Regions from separate parts of the Xenopus laevis genome. Here region 2 is linked to region 1. A link is a contact called in public Hi-C data. All regions are on one chromosome and are shown on one strand. Each heading gives the region's core, a stretch centred on a gene start, on an enhancer-like site or on the middle of the called end of the contact. The rest is flanking DNA. Distances are from core to core; before and after follow the strand shown. Region 1 holds the start of asb18.L (ankyrin repeat and SOCS box protein 18). Region 2 overlaps agap1.L (ArfGAP with GTPase domain, ankyrin repeat and PH domain 1 L homeolog).

Region 1 (2,751 bases), core at 86-2,585:
TCAAATGGGGGTCACTGACCCCATCTAAAAAAACAAATGCTCAGTAAGGCTACAAATGTATTGTTATTGCTACTTTTTATTCCTCAACTTTCCATTCAGGCCCTCTCCTATTTATATTCTAGTCTCTTATTCAAAATGCATGGTTGCTAGGGTAAATTGGACCCTAGAAACCAGATTGCTTTAGTTGCAAACTGGAGAAAAAAATAATGTAAAAACCCACAAATAATAAAACATGAAAATTGTTTCAGAGTATCACTCTCTAAAGCATACTTAACTTCAACTCAAAGGTGAACAACCCCATTAAATATTTACACACAATGTTCACTAAGGTGAAGATTCACTAAAATTTAGTTTCTCTGGAAAATAAAAATTGCTCTTTAGCAAGCATTTCCCATAAATCACCATTATAAGAAAATGTACCCATATTTATTCCACCTCAGAACAGCTTATTTTTGAAAAACAGCAGAATGAAAATTGATTTAGTAAATTGCAGGAAAATTTGACAAAAGAATAATCACACGTAAAAACAGCAAGAAACAATGATTGTTCCTGAACATTTACATGAAGCAAAGTTTTGAAAATGCATCACTTTTTCTAGAAAGCTTGATTTTTATGTTCTAAAATGTCTGTACAGCTTTAAGGTGCTGTTCAGAAATACACGACATCTGAGGCATTGGAATGTAGGTTGTTTTAAACGCTGCTTTCATCTTTATAAAAACAGTAAGAAAGTCAAAATGCCCCTAATTGTCCACTTCTAATATTATTTAATATAAAGTGCCATATCCAAAGCTTACTGGCCTGTGTATGGGACCCTTGGGAGGTCCTGTCTTATTAATATCAGGCTGAAACTCCTGATGGGTCTCCATACAGTCCCATTATGGTTCAGTCTTTGGCCTTGTGACAAAAATATCGGTCAAAACCTGGGTTTAGATTATGGACCCTTAAATCCCAAGCAAGCGTATATGCATTATTGTAGGGTTTGCAATATGTTCATAAGTAATAATTCGATTCAAATGGTATTTTGTCAATGTGAAGGAAATTCTTCATTTCCATGATTGATGCCTTTGTTGCCCCAGCCGAATATTTCTATAATTACACGAGATGTGTCCATTGTCACTGGACTGTGTGTTGGCAATAGGCTCCTGGTCTATATTTATAATAATGCAGCAAGAGAGGAATGCAGGCCTGGGCACAATGCCGACATTAATAATCACAAGCTTTGTTTTTGTCAGCATGTGACCTGGGACCCTTTGTTGCAGTTATCACCTCCCCTGTGTTTCTCATAAACAGAAATATAAACACACACATATAGTGACCTATAAATACTCAGCAGGTAGCAGGGCAGCCTAGGAATCAGTGAGGGCAGAGCTGGTGTTCAGATGGAGAGTGTCAGGAATCAAGCATTGTGCAAAGTTCAAATCCTAAAGGATAACACAGAAATGGATTTCCAGGCTCATCTGGGGGCAGAAAATATATTCCATGCTGCTCTGGAAATTGGAGATCTGAACATTATCCAAATACTAGGAGCCAGGCATGAAAACTGCGCGTTGGAGGTCAAGGGAGGAGAACTGGGGTATCAGGCACAGCCCCCGGCAAGGTTTGGCCTTGCAGGTACTCTGCTTGTTGACTAGCTTGGTGGGATTAGAATACGACAACATAATAGGATTTATTTACTAACATAGGTCTTGAATTGCACACGTAAAGTTTTCAGTAACAACCAACCAACAACTTTGCTTTCATTTTCCAGTTTACATTAGACTGGCCAGGGTTGCAGGATGCCTGTAGGGTTTGGGGCACATGTTTGGGCATAATGGGCTGTGACATGGACAGGTCAGGATCATAGTCAGGTGTGGTATTCAGTTGGTCTTTTTGTAAGTTGGCAGAGTCCACCTGGGCCTGCTGGTACCCCTTGGAGGGAAGTGCCTTGAATTTAACTCATTTGGGGCTCCAGGATTTCTGATGGCACTTTCACTACAGTAGATAAAGAACAGCTGGGTATGTGATATTCTGAGGAATTGTCTGGCATTAGACAGTCCTGAGGAGCTGTGGAATATATTATTGGGTGGAGCCATGTGTGACTGGGAGCAGAATATGTTGAAAATAGGGATATGTTGAACTTGGAGTAGTGCAATGAGCCAAAGTTACATGTTTTAACAAAAATGATCTGTGAGGGCAAATTCATAGTTCATATTCATAGTCATAGAAGTGGAACTGTATATAATCTAATGAGCTAGCATTACCTATGCTTCTGTCCTCATTCAGACTTCTGTCCATACACTCCCCAGTAATACAATGTTTTACACTCTTTGAACATTTGCTTCCCTTATTGCGTTTATTATCTCTAATTTTATCTATTACTACCCCTCAGGTCTGTGGACCCTAGAATATACACAAGAGCTCACCACTCCACTTTGCATCACCAGTGCCCATGGCTACAGTGAATGTGTTCGCTACCTCCTTCATCGCCGCGCTGACCCCAATGCTGCTCCTGGAGGGAGGTCACCCCTACATGAAGCTTGTGCTGGGGGACATGCAGACTGTGTCCAATTACTGTTAGACTATGGAGCCAACCCCAATCAGCTGAGTGATGATGGACTAAGCCCGCTACACTACTGTGACACCCTTGGTTCCTTAAGGTATGAAAAGTGGATCACTGGTAATAATAAAATGTATAATATAAATACAAAAAAAAAAATATATAAAATAAATGAAACTATTTATTAGCAAACCTGGCTCCAACCACCCAAAGTT
Region 2 (2,751 bases), core at 113-2,612, 240 kb after region 1:
GTTAATAGGCGAGTAAATGGAAAAGAAACAGAACGGGCTGGCATACTGTGATTGGGATAAATTATAACCATGTCATAAGTGAAGTGATGTTTAGAAATACGCTTCTTGATAGGCCTACAGACCATTTCTACTCCCAAGGAGCTGCTGACCTGTGAAGGGCATAGCTTGAAATGCAAGCTCCTGAGCCATGGAGGACTCCATGCTGTTGAGGGGCTTTCTGTGGGCTATGTTTTGCATAAAAGGGTTAATTTTGTTTATTTGTGCTGTCGGTAGAAAGCACCAATATGCTTTTGATTAATTTCATCTGTATATATTATAACACTGCACTAAATGTGATATGCAGGTACTGTCGATGAAAATAAAGACAGACTTGCAGGCAGGTAGGACAGCCAATTTCAGGATGTCAGGATCAATAATAACAAAAGTTTTTTTTTTTTAAACTGTAGAGATGTGAAAATATGTAAAAAAAAAAAAAAATGAATGGTATTAGTGTATATATATATATATATATATATATATATGTATATATATATATATGTATATATATATATATATATATATATATATATATATATATATATATATATATATATATATATATGTATATATATATATATATATATATATATATATGTATATATATATATATATATGTATATATATATATATATATATGTATATATATATATATATATGTATATATATATATATATATATGTGTATATATATATATATATATATATATATATATATATATATATATATATATATATATATATATATATATATATATATGTATAAAAGTATAATACAGTAAAAATGTAATATACAGAATATGAACAACACTACAAGGGCAACTATTCGTATCAAAGCCATTTGGAATTGCATTTTTATTTTAATTCAAGGAAAACTAGTCACTTTTGAAGAAGAAGGGTTTTAAAGTCATTAATCCCCCGTTCGTACATCCTCCCAAATCATAGATTTTTTGCAGCCTTTGGCTCTAAAACAACAATAACGTGCTTATTTTTTCCCTCTGTCCTTGATATCAGATTCTCTGTTTCATGTATTATTGTGATATTGTCTGCTGGATGGCAGTGATTATCTAAAACCCTGCAAGCGTGTGGCACAATTTTTGCAGTAGCACAATATTCCACTTCCATACACCCATCCTTAGCATACATTCATTTCAGCACAGATTCATTTCAAATAATTAAGAGATCGGCTAACGGGAGAGGAGGGGGATGGGTCGTGTGAGGCTGTTTCCATGGCAACAACTGGAAAGAGCGAGGGGGCTTCAAAAGCTGGTCAAGAACAACAAATACTCCTGAAGCAGGCACCGCTGTTGGCTGAGCGATAAGAGGAGGGATTAGGGAAATAATGACTGCATGGCCCAGGTTAGGAGCAAAGCTTCCAAGGGGATACGACTCTCTGCATGCAGCTCTTTGTCTGCAAAATCTTCCATCTCCAGAGATTGTACCCAGGGAACAGAAAGCCTTTTATCTCCCGGAGGATGCACCATGTCGCATTCTACCCTCTGTACCAATCACCCTACAGGGATTCACTAGCATCTCTGAATGCTTCATGTACTGATCAGACAGAGAATTAAAGGGAAAATGACCCTGCTCAGACAGACTTGCCTCTCTAAGGAGAGGGAGATAATTATATCTATTTCCTAACAATGCATGTTATTATTATACAAAGGAGTAACACCTCTAAATAGGATGCTAAGATGCCCACACTCACGCAGAGAGAGAGAACATGTAATGTATAGTGCCGCAGCTTAATCACCCCTTGCAAGCGTAGGGGTAACCCTCACTACAGGGAGCTACGAACAGACATTTTATTAATTGAAGTGGAAGTTTCCATGAATCTTGAAAATGATACTGCATGAAGCCGGCTGGACAGACAGGGATGAGACACCAGTCAATTGCATGCAGGCTCCTGTGTGTCATGCTAATACGTTTAGTGGCTGGGTCAGAAATCTGCCTGCACTCTGTCTGTTCTGCGCATCCATCAGTCTGACAGAATCTAAAAAGGAAATAGGGCAGTGCAGGCTTAGTACATGATGCTCTGGGCTGGGTTACTAATTCTAATCAGGGATGCGCTGAGACCGGGATTTGCTCTGGGGTTTGAATGAATCTGAGAATTGTTTTTTTATCTGTTCCTTTTTCATGTTACATTTGGGTAGTTTCCAAACATTTTTACTTACAGATGCTTGCATATATTTTGCTTTAATACAATCCCTGACTCTGTTGAACTACAGCTCCCCATATCCCACTGAAGGTGTAGTCTAGCAATATCTGAGGGTCCTTGGTTGATTATTTTTTCAGAATTAGCATAATGACTTGCTTTGGTATTTTCATCAGATCTGTGGTGGCAGATTTGGTATTGTCCCAAATTAATTTTTTCCCTATGCTTTAATAATGCAAGTTTATGCAAGTGCTATAACTGTACACACATACACACACACGCATAGTTATTTGTTGCCCCAGCAATTTATCACTCAGAGGGAGGGCAACAAAAAATGACCAATTCATGGGAATTGCTGCCAGTGTGCCTGATATCTAGTAAGATGTGTAGAACTCAAGTTTTCAAACGATTGTACTTGTCACTAGACAGGACAAGTTGTGATGGCAGCATTTCTCTACAAATTTCCCATGTGCCTTTACTGTATGCGTATGTTGTCCCCATAGACCAATGGTTACCGAATTGTGGGGCAGGTCCCCTAAGGAATCTTGGAGCAGTGAGGGG

The links. A called contact is a pair of places that touch in the nucleus more often than the background predicts.
Region 2: a Hi-C map of the XL177 cell line shows a contact between it and region 1, with 3 times the contacts expected there. The contact joins the enhancer-like site here to the promoter of asb18.L in region 1. A contact is called at or near these places in 2 of 4 Hi-C or Micro-C datasets (the XL177 cell line and the XTC cell line).

What each region holds. Positions count from the first base shown.
Region 1 is chr9_10L:83,173,082-83,175,832 of Xenopus_laevis_v10.1, forward strand. It overlaps asb18.L (ankyrin repeat and SOCS box protein 18), which reads left to right and starts at 1,336. Exons shown (of 5, transcript XM_018236073.2): 1 at 1,336-1,611; 2 at 2,369-2,636. The coding sequence starts at 1,380.
Region 2 is chr9_10L:83,412,154-83,414,904 of Xenopus_laevis_v10.1, forward strand. The region is part of intron 1 of agap1.L (ArfGAP with GTPase domain, ankyrin repeat and PH domain 1 L homeolog); the gene reads right to left. Among protein-coding and RNA genes, the nearest start is that of agap1.L, 92 kb to the right of the region's middle. Within about 2 kb of position 1,363, at least 1 of the 7 cell types and tissues checked has an H3K27ac peak or open chromatin away from gene starts, as enhancers often do.